Linked DNA regions of Mus musculus: regions 2, 3 and 4 are each linked to region 1. A link is a contact called in public HiChIP or PLAC-seq and promoter capture Hi-C data. All regions are on one chromosome and are shown on one strand. Each heading gives the region's core, a stretch centred on a gene start, on an enhancer-like site or on the middle of the called end of the contact. The rest is flanking DNA. Distances are from core to core; before and after follow the strand shown.

What was found. Promoter capture Hi-C pulls out the DNA fragments that hold promoters and counts their contacts. HiChIP or PLAC-seq counts read pairs in DNA pulled down with a chosen protein or histone mark.
Region 2: a contact with region 1 is called in a promoter capture Hi-C map of liver, with 5 times the contacts expected there. The contact joins the promoter of Arfip1 here to the promoter of Prss48 in region 1. A contact is called at or near these places in 6 of 39 promoter capture datasets (embryonic stem cells, hippocampal neurons, liver and 2 more) and 2 of 115 datasets of contacts at active chromatin or transcription factors (embryonic stem cells and extraembryonic endoderm stem cells).
Region 3: a promoter capture Hi-C map of embryonic stem cells shows a contact between it and region 1, with 3 times the contacts expected there. The contact joins the enhancer-like site here to the promoter of Prss48 in region 1. A contact is called at or near these places in 4 of 39 promoter capture datasets (embryonic stem cells, hippocampal neurons and liver) and 2 of 115 datasets of contacts at active chromatin or transcription factors (both in embryonic stem cells).
Region 4: a contact with region 1 is called in an H3K27ac HiChIP or PLAC-seq map of embryonic stem cells, with 3 times the contacts expected there. The contact joins the enhancer-like site here to the promoter of Prss48 in region 1. A contact is called at or near these places in 5 of 39 promoter capture datasets (the 3T3-L1 cell line, cranial neural crest, embryonic stem cells and 1 more) and 4 of 115 datasets of contacts at active chromatin or transcription factors (astrocytes and embryonic stem cells).

Annotation. Positions count from the first base shown.
Region 1 is chr3:86,001,094-86,004,221 of GRCm38.p6, forward strand. It overlaps Prss48 (protease, serine 48), which reads right to left and starts at 1,438. Exons shown (of 6, transcript NM_001001650.2): 1 at 1,356-1,438. The coding sequence starts at 1,398. The region is part of intron 1 of Sh3d19 (SH3 domain protein D19); the gene reads left to right.
Region 2 is chr3:84,580,919-84,584,046 of GRCm38.p6, forward strand. Arfip1 (ADP-ribosylation factor interacting protein 1) reads right to left here and starts at 1,707. Exons shown (of 9, transcript NM_001081093.2): 1 at 1,496-1,707. Gm35410 (predicted gene, 35410) reads left to right here and starts at 1,497. Exons shown (of 1, transcript NR_164319.1): 1 at 1,497-3,128.
Region 3 is chr3:84,826,243-84,829,370 of GRCm38.p6, forward strand. All of the region lies in intron 1 of Fbxw7 (F-box and WD-40 domain protein 7), which reads left to right. Among named protein-coding and RNA genes, the nearest start is that of Fbxw7, 12 kb to the left of the region's middle. Within about 2 kb of position 1,604, at least 91 of the 459 cell types and tissues checked have an H3K27ac peak or open chromatin away from gene starts, as enhancers often do. A contact at or near this core is called in embryonic stem cells, where this site is marked.
Region 4 is chr3:84,961,473-84,964,600 of GRCm38.p6, forward strand. All of the region lies in intron 6 of Fbxw7 (F-box and WD-40 domain protein 7), which reads left to right. Among named protein-coding and RNA genes, the nearest start is that of Gm30944, 60 kb to the right of the region's middle. Within about 2 kb of position 1,674, at least 13 of the 459 cell types and tissues checked have an H3K27ac peak or open chromatin away from gene starts, as enhancers often do. A contact at or near this core is called in embryonic stem cells, where this site is marked.

The sequences.
Region 1 (3,128 bases), core at 188-2,687:
GACGTTTACCTTTTACTTGGTGGTTCAAGGTCATCGTCAGGGCATCCCGCGTGTTCACTTGTGATACAGTGGTGCTGGGAGATGCGTTTGAGATGTATAGACTCTTTATTTTTATGTTGTTTTCTTTAACTGAGTTGTCATTTTACAAAACGTGTGTATCTCTTGTGCTACCTCTTACCTCTTTGCTACTGATAGCGTGCCCTTGTTTTAATCAACTGTGGGCCAGAGAATTAACCGAACAAGTTACTTATTATGCCAGAAGTGCCTCTAGTTTCCTCTGCCTGAAGTGCAATTTTCCCAGGCCTGGGTCTTATCTAACTTGCTCATTTCCATGAAGTCTTCCTCTCTTGAGGGTGTGAAGATAGCCCTGAGCACAGGTATATTTTTTCACTTGGGCATATCCTTATCAAGTAGACTCAGACCTGTGGGAAAATGGCAGCACCCCTCACTTCTCGGGGTAAGGCTCAGAGGGATGGCAAACCTTCTCTGGTTCATATGTGGATGTTGATAGTTTGGGCAGAAAATGCCCACTGTAGCTTTCTCCCACCATGTTTATGGCCTGAAGGATGCTCCCCAACAAAGACAAGTAGATTAGCTAAACCTGCCTCCTCAATCCAGCATTACACCATACAGCCTGCCTCTTTGTTTACGGGTATGTAATAAGCCCACCTTTTTATTCAACTGTATATAATAAACATGCCAAGCTGCTGCAGCTCCGGTCACCCAACCCCAGCTTTTCTGTGTGTCTGTGTATGTGTGTTTGTCCTTTCCTCATTCCCTCAAGTCCCCAGCCAGGTGGGTCCCTGGAATGGCACCTGGGAGACCCCTTGTGCTACTGGGGCTGGAACGCATTGGCCATGAGTTCCACCAGCTGAGCCACTACCCAGTTTCTTTCAAGTATCTGCTTAAATTGTTCCTCTGGGAGAGGCCACTTTATACTAACCAGTTACCTTTTTTTGTTCTTTTGTGTTATGTAAGTTAGGTCAGCCTAGAATTCGCAAATGTAGCCCAGTCTGGCCTCAAACATAGGATCTTCTGGGTACAGCTCTTCTGAATGTCGGGATTACAGGCCTCTATTGTCCCTGAACCTTAGGTGCTCTTTTCCTCTCATGACATTACTACCCATTGTTATGCTTGGTAATTTACATTTTCAATACGTGCACTGATTAGAAGTCCCATGAAAGCAAGGACCTTAGTTTTGTTTACTGCTTTTATCGAACCACGGACAGTAACCTCGCGGGAGTTTCTTGGACAATGCCACTCACAAGTAATGCCCACACGTTATCATCTGATTCCTTCCTGAGGCCCAAAAACCTCTGCTTTTCTCCCCTCTTGGCTCTGGCCCTGGGGCTCACCCAGAAAAAGCAGCAGCAGAACCTTAAGGCCAGCAGGGCCCATGCTTCTGTCCTCATTGCAGTACTTCCGGCTTCCGGGACTCAGGCTCCTGTCGGAAGGCCGCTGAGAAGTAGCCGCGGAAGGGGCAGGACCAGCTGCTCCCGCTAGGTGGCGCTCTCAGCGTTTTCCCCTTCGCCTGGGCCGGACTGCAAGGGATTTAAGCCGAGCGGCTGCGGGACTGTGCAGCGCCCCCTACTGTCTTGGGGGAGCCACTGTGGAGTTTTGTTGTTTCTTTTTGTTTTGTTTTTGCCGAAGGTGGGGGTAGAGGGTATTGGGAAGGATTAAGATCTTGTCTGTCCATAGCACAAAGTGGAAGTGGGCAGGATTCGAGCATTAGTCAAAATACACACACACACACACACACACACACACACACATAAAAGAGGAAATTAACCCACTCTCTGAGTTAAATCCGTTTGTTTTTACAAATCAGGTTTTCTGGAAACTAAAGTCTTCGGCAATGCTCTGTGTATGGGACATTTATTGTAGTGTGGTCTCGGTGTTCACACCTGGGTTTGTGTGGAAAGCCAATAAGGGAGTTAACCTAGGACAGCCCTTGAAGACGAGAACTGGGAGGACGTGGGTTTGTGGTAGCTTGAGAGCTTATAAGCAGGATTGTTGAGTGTCTCCACGCAGATTCCTGGCATTCTTACATTAAAATGGCTCAACTACAGTCCATACCACCTGCCCAAGAGCTTCCTTTTATTCAACTTAAATTCCTAAGAGGCTTTATTGGTGCAGATGATCTGTTCTTACCAGGATGTAGGTTCTCCTGGCAGTGAAGTACCAACCCTCATATAAAAGGAGCTGGGAGGGGATATGGAAATGTGTCAGAGTAGGCCAGCAGGTTTTTTAGTGATATTGCCCTCAGCCTGACTCCTCCCGTGCATGTGGACGGGACAGATTTTTTTTCTGTCCCCTGTCTTTGAGCTGAAAACATTCACTCAGGGTTTGTACCAATTGCTATGATTTTTATCATCTTATAATTTGTGACTTCCTGCTTTTCATCTTAATTTTTTTTTTTTTGAAGAAAAAAAAAACCACTTGTTTTAATCACAATCACCTTTGTGGTTATTTCAAATAATTTCTGGTTTTCACAGACAGTTTTAACCGTGAATGTGGCTTTTTAAAAGGTCAGGGAGCTGGGGATAGCTGCATAGCCGAGTGTTTACTTCACATATGAAGGGCCCCGGGTTCTACCCCAAGCACTGTAAAAAGAAAAGAAACGTCAGATCTTCCTTTGACATTTGCCCCTGACTGGAGAACAGGTTGCTTCTGCCTTGGTTTGCGTCGATCCTTGGGCTCTGGCCAGGTCTTTGATTTGTCAGGAGTAAAGGTTTGAGCAGACACTCTTGGTCCCATGATTATCCCAGGGTCTGGGCTTCTGCCATCACAGTACAGATGTGACGTTCTAACGGACTTCTTTGATAATTTCGTTAGTTAGGTTGCTCACAGATTCTCTTTTCTCTGTTGTTAAAATGTTTTATAAAAATGTATTTTGATACTGCGGTCTGTTAAGTTTTGTTGGAAGCAAACTCTATGGGATGTAACAAGGGCACTGGCTTCTTATTCTGAAAATTGGAGGGTAAAAAAGAGTTGACCTGCTTCTCTCATACAAATTATAGTTGTAGAAACCAATTAGGCTCAGCCCGTGTGGGGCAGAGTCTGCCTAATAAATGTGTTTGGACTAGTAAAAAATTTAAAAAATTAGAAAGTCACTACTTACAGCCCAT
Region 2 (3,128 bases), core at 457-2,956, 1.4 Mb before region 1:
TGAGATTTCAGGACCAGGCTGAAATCCCTGCACTCTGCTCTGCATAACACCCGAGTAAACCATGTGTAACTTGGGGAAACAGCAGCTCCGTGAATAAACTGTTTCCTTTAGCTTCAACAAGACACTAGACCAGTACTTCTTAATCATGCTGCACATTCCACGTCTTTTAAGAATTTGATAAGAAGAATGCATTTCCCCAGAACACACACATACAAACTTTGCACATCATTTCAGGGTAGAGATAGAAAAACCCCTGATTCCTGGACTGAGACCCCAACCCAGGATTAAAGCAAGCATAATCCAAGAAAAGTAACATCTTGTCAAGCAGGAAACAAAATAGCTCAGGCAAAGCCTTTTATTCAGAAAATCATAGTGGAAATATGCTGTTTTCCTATATACTGTTAAACTTTGGAGTTAGAAGGAAGCGTTGGTCACGGTGAACAAGAAAAACAAAAACGAAAATTAAAAGCAAATAAAAATAGAACAAATACAAGAAAAGTGTACATTGCTGCAACGCTTGCTCTGAAAGAGCAGCAATGAAATACAAGCCATTCCTGCAGCCTCCAGAGAACTGACCAACCGCCATCAATCTGGTGCACCTTTCTTTAGCAATCAAGTTAATCAAATGGCAAGTGTGAACACACCTTCGCAGTTGTGAAAGCAACACGTTGATGAAAAGCCCTGCGATTTTTTCATTCGTCCTCCGCCCCCCTGATCAGATAAGAACCAAGAAAGGATAGTTCAGGAAAAAATAAAGGAGGGACGCACAGAAATCCTGAAAGGGTGACTTAAAGGATCTGCAGGAAGTGTAAAATATAAACTTTTTGAGATCAGAGGGTTCAAGAGGAAAACAAGAACAAAGCCAAGGAAGCAATAACAGGGGAGAAAGTCTAGAATCTAAGCACTTAACACACACACACACACACACACAGAGAGAGAGAGAGAGAGAGAGAGAGAGAGAGAGAGAGAGAGAGAGAGACGCTTCCTTTCCTAGACACGTAAAGAGTAGTTAACTTGGCAATAAGGAACGCACCAGAAGGCAGGGCCACAATTTCCTCCTCCAAACTCCAGCATTCCTTGGACGCCCTCAGGCTTGGGACATTTCAGGCAGGGCGCCTCCCTCGGCACCGGTGTCAGGCAATCTCTCCAAGAGATTGCTACCTCCCTTCCTCTCACAGCAGGAGAGAGGAAGCAGGACACTCAGGGAAGAGCAGGGGGAAAGGCGGCCCACTCGGACAGAGTCCAGAAAGCCCCAGACCCTGCCAACTCTTCCCACTGCCGAGCGGAGCCGCCCCAGGGGCCAGTGCTGCCCCCCTTCACTCCAGAACACACTCAGACTCAGAGGGACAGGAGGGACCAAGGGGCGGACTTGGCTGCTCCCAGGGATGGAAGTGCCCAGGAGCAAGTTTGATGAGAGTAGCCGCAGGCGACACATCCATCTGTCGGGAAGCACGCCACCCCAACCCCTTCCTTTCCGCCGCGGCTCCGCCCTCACCTGTCTGTCAGCGGGGAAGCCGGCAGCGCTCCGTCGCGGGCTCTCCCGGTCGCAGCCCTCGGGAATCACGTCGGCCAGAGGGAGAAGGGACCGGAAGCGCAACCGGGAGCTTTTCCTTCGTCTCCTCCCCCACGCCTCGGGGGCGGGGAGCAGCTACAGCTGTCACAGGCTCCGGGCAACCAACCGCCGAGGACACTTGCACCCGCGACCTCTCAACCCGGTCTCCGGCGCTTGCACCCTACCCGCGAAGCCGGAAGCGAGCAGACCGGAAGTGCGGGGTCTTAGGCCCCGGACAGCCTCTCTCTAGAAGCCAAGCCCGGGCCCCGCCACGTCTCTATGGTGCGCGCGCGTCTCCCAGGGGGCTGGGTCCTCCCGACTCCGCCCCGGGCCGCGGCCCTGTGAACTACATCCGGGAATCCGCACGGACCGTTGCCGGGGTAACCGGGTTGCAGCGTAGAGGAACAGTCCATAGTTTGCGAAGTGCAGCCCTCCAGCCAGACATCCTCTACCCTTTTCCCACACGCGTACTCCGTGTCTGGAGGGTGGAGGTGGCCGTAGCTCACCACCGCGGAGCCGAAAGTTTGTCAACCACCGGAGAGAAGAACGGGATGCGGAAGGGATGGAGCGAAGATGAGTGTACCGGCGCTGGCAGCACGGAAGCCCGGCCCTCGCTTTCTTAGGTTTCTCGCTAGCTCTCCGCGATCACCGCACTCTTACCAGTCTGTGCACCAAGACCGGCAACCGTGAACGTGCGGTGGTAGCTCTGTTTCTGTGCTTGCTCTCTGACAGTGGGCTCATAGTACTTTTCTTCGCTGCTCCTCTTTTGCCGGCAACCGAACTCTGCCTTCTTGCTCATCCCCTCTTAAGTAGATCGCTGACGCCCCGTCCACAGAAACAGTTCAACTGTCCCTTCTCCCAGAGCTCTTCTTGGTCGTTTCCTACCAGACTTTGGGGGTACCTGCGAGAATCTTCCCTATTCCCAGCGGTGTTAGATAATGAGTTTAAATATCCTTGTACTGTGTCTTCCTCAGTCTGGTTAATAGTAACACTACATACATTTACATAATGCACTACACATATTTCAAACCTAAATAACGGTATTGTCTTAGATTGCTAGCACATCAACTCAAACAAAACATCAACAAAAACAGTGCTGACATGCCCAAACATAAATCTTGTATAAAGGGCTTTTCTGTTCTGAAATTGAGCTATAAAGGGAGTGGTGGGTGGGTACCAATTCTCTCAAACTGTAATTATTCTGCAATGTATTGTGAATTTTCCTACTCAAAACCATCCTCTTGAGTTGAAACCCATTAGTCTTCTCCATTATTAGAAAGGGGCCCCTGTCTAGTGTAACTCTTGCTCTCGTTCTGTAAGAACTGAATAAGACTTGTAGCTAAGTGCAAGTGTCATCATGTACAGGGCTTCTGAAGGGTGACTTGGAAAACATGTCTTGCAATGCCCGGTTGTGTATGAATGGTGTGGACAGCTAGTACATAACAAAACTGGGTGTCTCCTTGAGGATGCCTGGTGGTGTTTCTTTAAATTTGGGGATACTTGGCTTCTTTTATTATCTATTTGTTCTTAAGTTGTATACTTTCTCTAGGAATTGCTGATAGTTTTTATGATGGTT
Region 3 (3,128 bases), core at 354-2,853, 1.2 Mb before region 1:
TTATCTGCTATACTTTGAAATGTTGATTAGAAGATTGATTTTTGTTCTTGGCTTTTCCACATCTGGATTCATTAAACCGTTGAATTTCTAATCCTTTTTACATAATCAGTGTGTCCTCGGGTGGTAGAATTTCCACTATACCTGATAAGAGAAGGTTTGGACAAAAGGTCTGATCTACCCTACATTTCTGATTTCTGTAAGAGGGATGCTAATAATTGTATATAAGGAGCTAAGAGGCAAGCTTTGAGCTGCTTGCTCAAGTTCATTGTGCTTCCTGTACAACTGTAATGATAATAATAGTACCTACAGCACTTATGGTATTAGGAAGACTGGCATTGCGCATGCGAGCCTTTAGCAGTATCTGGCTCAGTGCCCACTAAGTGCTAGTCACTGTAGTAATACAGAGTGCAGTGTTACGTTATTGTTGTATTTGTGAAGTTGCTCTGTTTTCAAAAACTGATGTCATTTGTGATCTTTGCTTTTGAATATGTTCCTATTTTGAATACTGTCTTTATTCAGCAGAAGATATTTACTGAATACCTACTGTGTCAGGCATTGATCTAAGTGAACAAAGCATAAAAATACCTGATTGCTGAAACTTATCTCTGGTTGGAGGAGGCAGGACACACACAATAAAGCAAAACAGAAATTGGGAGGCAGAGGCAGTTGAATTTCTGAGTTTCAGGCCAGCCTGGTCTACAGAGTGTGTTCCAGGACAGTCAGGGCTATACAGAGAAACCCTGTCTCAAAAAAAAAAACCAAAAAAAACCAAAAAAAAAAAAAAAAAAAAAAGAAAGAAAGAAAGAAAGAAATTGGGCTGGTAGATTTTGTGTATTGGAAACCACCGTTAATGAAACCTGCTAGTCTTTCCCCTGCTTGTGTTGCTTTGCTTTATTTAGGAAGCACCTGCTGGCCTGTCCCCAGCTGTCTGTCTTCCGTGGAAGGTAGCCTCAAGGCTTTCAGCATTGCCTTGGCTTACTGCTTACGGTGGCTAGCTCAGCCTTTGTCTTCCAGTCCTCCACCTCTGTTTGAGTCTTGGCTTTGCTTCTCCCCAGTGTCCCACCTTTGGCCTTTCAACTCTGTCACACTCAAGAGACAGTTCACAGAAAACCTCTTTTTAAATGTATTTCATGTTTAAGCAGCATTTTCCCATTTTGTGTTTCCTCCCTTTTCATTTTCTTTAGCTAGGATAGTTAGCTTGCTTGCCAGTCTCATTTAAGAAATCCTATTTTTAGCCGGGCGGTGGTGGCGCACGACTTTAATCCCAGCACTCGGGAGGCAGAGGCAGGCGGATTTCTGAGTTCGAGGCCAGCCTGGTCTGCAGAGTGAGTTCCAGGACAGCCAGGGCTACACAGAGAAACCCTGTCTCGAAAAACCAAAAGAAAAAAAAAATCCTGTTTTTTTTTTTTTTTTTTTTGTATCGTCAATTCAGTTGTGAATCTTTTAAGGTTACAGACCTTTTCCATTCCGAGCTTTCTTAACTTAGGAAGAAAGGATAATACTTGCTCCAAGGAGTGTTGTGAGTTTTCTGAGAGTTATGTAGCCACTCGGGTTGCTGCAGCTCTGGCCTTAGTGCTCAAGAGCCCTTGTGTCTGTCATCCCGCACCTAGACTAGGAGAGCTTACAGTTTCACTTCCATTTTCTTAATGGGTCACAGTTTTAGGTTTCTTTTTTTTTTTTTTTTAAATGATACAATGTTACTTTTCAAAAATCACATGAAAATATGATGATGTAACAATGATTATAAAGCAGGAATTCAAGGCCCATCATGTGGGTGCTCACACTGATTGTAAGACCTTTGGCAAGTTCCTTTCTCTCTCTTCAGTGTATCCATATGTTAGGGAAACTAATACCTACCTTACGGATGCTTTTAGGAAAAATGAGATCACAACACTATCTGGATGTAGTAACTAATCTCTCACAGTGGAGGTGTTTCTGATGGTCTCAGCTATGTGGAGAGAAGACAGGAGGAGCAGAGGGGACAGTGTGGGAGAAGGAGGAGAGGAATGAATTAACTCACTCACTGCTGGGATCTAATGACTATAGAAACTGCTATAAATGATATATAGGGCACTATTCAAAGCAAAAAATTATCTGGTTTAAAATACCATTAATGCCAGTATCGGGAAGCCTGCTTTGTAATTAAGTCCCCACTCTTTCATTTAGGTCAGTTTTTTTTTTAATATATTTTATCAGTTAGATTCTGTTTAAGAATTGATTGTTGATAAGCATAAACATGGATAGGACTTATTTAATATTCATTCTAAGAAAGACTTAATAGGGAAGTCAATAGATAAAACTTTTTAAAAGGCTTTTTCTGAACCTGGGGAAAGTTTGCCATATTCCTGAAGGTTTTATTAATTTTTTATTTGTTAATCTGCTCATGTAAAAGTCTGTTGAGAACTGAGGGCTTGTGAGAGAGGAGTGCCAGAACTCGTGTGTTGTAAAGCGAGCAACGTGGACACTGAAAGGAAAAGCACACATCCAGGTTACGGAAGTGACCTGATGGGGAACTTGCCTTGTGTGTTCTTTTTCTCTCCTTGTCTTGTTTTATTACTTGACAAGCAAAGGACTTTACTGTCTGTCTTCTCTTGTTATCTTTTTCTCCTTGTTTAAAGTTAAATCTTGCTATTCCCTGTGGAGCCTTTCCTTTCTTTGCTCTTGTCCTTTCTGTGCATTTTCACCTCAGGGGACTGGGCTGGTAGCCTTTCTGGTGCAGATCCTATCTACATGCAGACTTCCTGTATCATCCTCTAATTCCTGGGAGACTATCAGCCTAAAGTCTAAAGCTTTAGGAGTTGGGAGGAGCAGACGTTTCTCTCTTGGTGTCGCCTGTGTGCTAAGAAAGTAGGGACATAAATTTCAGTCTTTGTCATTCACTTGAATTTTATCCTTTGTATGCAAAAGACAGGCTGTACCTTCAGGTGTCTAAAACATATGCATACTTTGTGTGTGTGTGTATGTGTGCGCATATATGTGTGTATATAGTTGTCTCTCAGTATTAGTTCTAGAATCTCCCAAGGCTGCTAGACTCTGCAGCACTGCTTCTAACCAACTGCATCACTTTGAATACCTTGTCTCTAGGTTACTTCTAACTAATACTGTGTGAAGGTGATGGTGATGTAAAC
Region 4 (3,128 bases), core at 424-2,923, 1.0 Mb before region 1:
CTTACAGTTTCAGAGGCTCAGTCCATTGTCATCATGGCAGGAAGCATGACAGCATGCAGGCAGACATGGTGCTGGAGAAGGAGCTGAGAGTTCTACATCTTGATCTGCAGTCAGCAGAAAGAAACTACATGCCACACTGGGCATAGCTTGAATAGATAAAACCTCAAAGCCCAACCCACAGTGACACACTTCCTCCAACAGGCCACACCTCATAATAGTGCCACTCCCTATAGCCAAGCATCCAAACACCTGAGTCTATCAGAGCCATTTCCCACATTGTTCTACTGGCTAACCAGTTTTGTTTCAATTTGACATAAGCTAGTGTCATGGGAGAAAGGAGCCTCAGTTGAGGAAATGCTTCAATGAGATCCAGTTTTAAGGCATTTTCTCTATTAGTGATCACTGGGGAGGACCCAACCTCTTGTGGGTGGTGCCATCTCTGAGGGTCTGTAAGAAAGCAGGCTGAGCAAGCCAGGGGAAGCAAGTCAGTAAGCAGCATTCCTCCATGGCCTCTGTCAGCTCCCACCTTCAGGATTCTGCTCTGTTTAGGTTTCTGTCCTGCCTTCCTTCAATAATGAACAGCAATATGGAGGTATATGCTAAATAAACCCTTCCCTCCCCAACTTGCTCTTTGGTCTTGCTGGTTTGTCACAGCAATAGAAACCTTAGCCAAGACAACCCTGGTTTTGTTGTTGTTGTTGTTGTTTTTGTTTCGTTTTGTTTCGAGGCTGGTGCCAAACTAACTAGAACTGACTCACTTGCCTGGAGGCTTATGATGCGTCAGCGCCAATCTTATAGATAGCCCTAGCTCCCGAACAAAGGAGGGTGGTATGAGCTGACCTATGAGGGGTACACTGGCAATCTTTGTACAAATCTGCGATTGAGGCATTTGAGGGTGACTTCCCTGTTGTGTAACAAGCAAAATGGGAGCTCTTGTCCTCTTCCTGCCCTCCTATTGCTCCTAAGGCAGTGTTACAGCACTTGGTCCAGCCTCCTCTGTCCTAGTAAAGTACTCTCAACTCCATTTGCAAATTGAGTAAGAACAAACGATACACCACTGTAGATAACAGCCTGTTAATGAAAAACAGAAATGTCAACTAAAAACAATGGACTAGAAAAAATACTTCTGTTTTGATATTTATAATGAATAAACTATATTTAAAGATTTACCATGTTCTATGCTAAGTCAAATTACACATGTTTTCTGACTTGTTTTACTTAATTTAAGTCTTGTTAGTAACAGAAGATTAAAAGCTATAAGAGAGGTGACAAAACAAGATCAGTATTTTTGTTTCTTTGAAATTTTGTTACAGCATGGTTAAGGAAGCTTATTAAACCTTGTGTAACGAAGTTGAAGAACTTTGTGTATTTAGTCAGGGAAGACTAGAGGAAAGTTCTGTATTTAATATAGTCTTTACATCAAAATAGAAACAGATTGAGCCTTGGGTTCTTTGGAAAGGAATACCTAGATCACGTTTTCTGAGTTGGATTATGAAGCTGTTTGAACTAAGAAGAATTGCCCACAGGAGAGGGCAAGAACTGTTCAAATAGAGATGGGGAAACTGGGTGTGGTGGCTTAAGCCTGTGATCTCCAGTGCAAGATGGTGTCTCAAAACAGCAGTCAGGTAGACTGACTGCCCTGCTTAGGTTCTAAAGAAGTGAGTTTTCTATCATGGGAGTTCAGGCTCAGTGCTGTCCAAGGTCTTAAAACCTTGTGCCTGATTGGAACAGTAAGCACACTCTATTAGTGTTCCCTCGTGCTAATTCATGAATCACCTGCATTGAGAGAGAGAGAGAGAGAGAGAGAGAGAAATCAGCAGGGCATGTTGATACATGTCTTTAATCCCTGCACTCTAGGGGTTGAGGCAGGCAGATCTCTATGAGTTGGAGGCCAGCCTTGTCTACAAAGTGAGTTCATGACAGCCAGAGAAGCACTTTCTTGGGGGTTGGGGGTGGGGCATCTCCTTCGAGTAAACTGTGGGATCCTGCCAGTTTTGGGGAAATCACTGTGCCAGAAAAAGTCTCTTATTATGGAGGCTTAAGGCTGTAAGTAGAAGAGGGACTTTGCCTGGGAAATAGAATAGGAGAGTAAAGATAGGAAGCTTGAGAGACCATTTGGAGATCTGAATATCATAATCTAGAAGAAGTGCTGGTAGCTTAGCTGGTACAGTAATGACTAAGTCTTAGATATGTTTTGAACTTCTTGAATTTGTCTCTGAGCCTCCTGCATCTGCATTCTGCTTTCAAATGCTTAATTAAAATTGCAGTTTTGTTGAGTTAGCATAGTTGTTCATCTCCCAAAATGGCCTTGGCTATGGTATTGTCTACAGATTTCTTATAATGTAGGATAGGTAAAATAACCAACATACTATTTTTTTAAAAAATTCAAATTCTGTGAGGGACGTGAATCAATAAATTGTAATTTTAAGTTATTTATACTTTATGGTCAGTGATGAATCAAATTTGACCATGTTGTCAGATGGGCAGAATCTGTGGCAATGCCTGAATGCTCTGGGATCAGACAACCAATCCAGTGCTTTGGCTCCTGGGTGGGGCGTTCTTCGTGTTGCATTTCAAAGCTGTGTTGTGTAGAGATTGAGCACAGAGCCCTGAGGACAAGTGAATGCTTTCTACATTGTATGTGCAAGAGAAAGGAGAGCACATGACTTACTGGAGCCCCCCCCCCTCCTTACACTGGCAAAGTAGAGTAGGTCACGGACATAGTTCAGTGCTAACCCGAGTTCCATAGTTGTTCACATCACTGCAGAGTCTAAGGGAATACATACCTCTTGAATTACTCTGAGTGCCGCTTCCTGCAAGCCTTTGTGTTTCTTACATCTTATGGGATCCGAGTGCAAGTTTTAGAGGAAGAGCCATACCTTGCCTGTTACTCTTTACCCATCCATGTCCAAAATGGTGCATTAGCCCCTAGAGGTGTCTTCATCAGAGGCCTGTGTTGATATGTTTTCACGTAACAATTGTGAAGTTACTTAAATGTTTTACATGGTTATTATAAAATTCCAACATCTTAAATTATTCATATGGCCTTAAATTTGTTCCTTTAAACAGCCATGGCTTTTGTGAGCAGTCATGCTCACTGAGGGAAAATATTAAAAACAAACAAATGG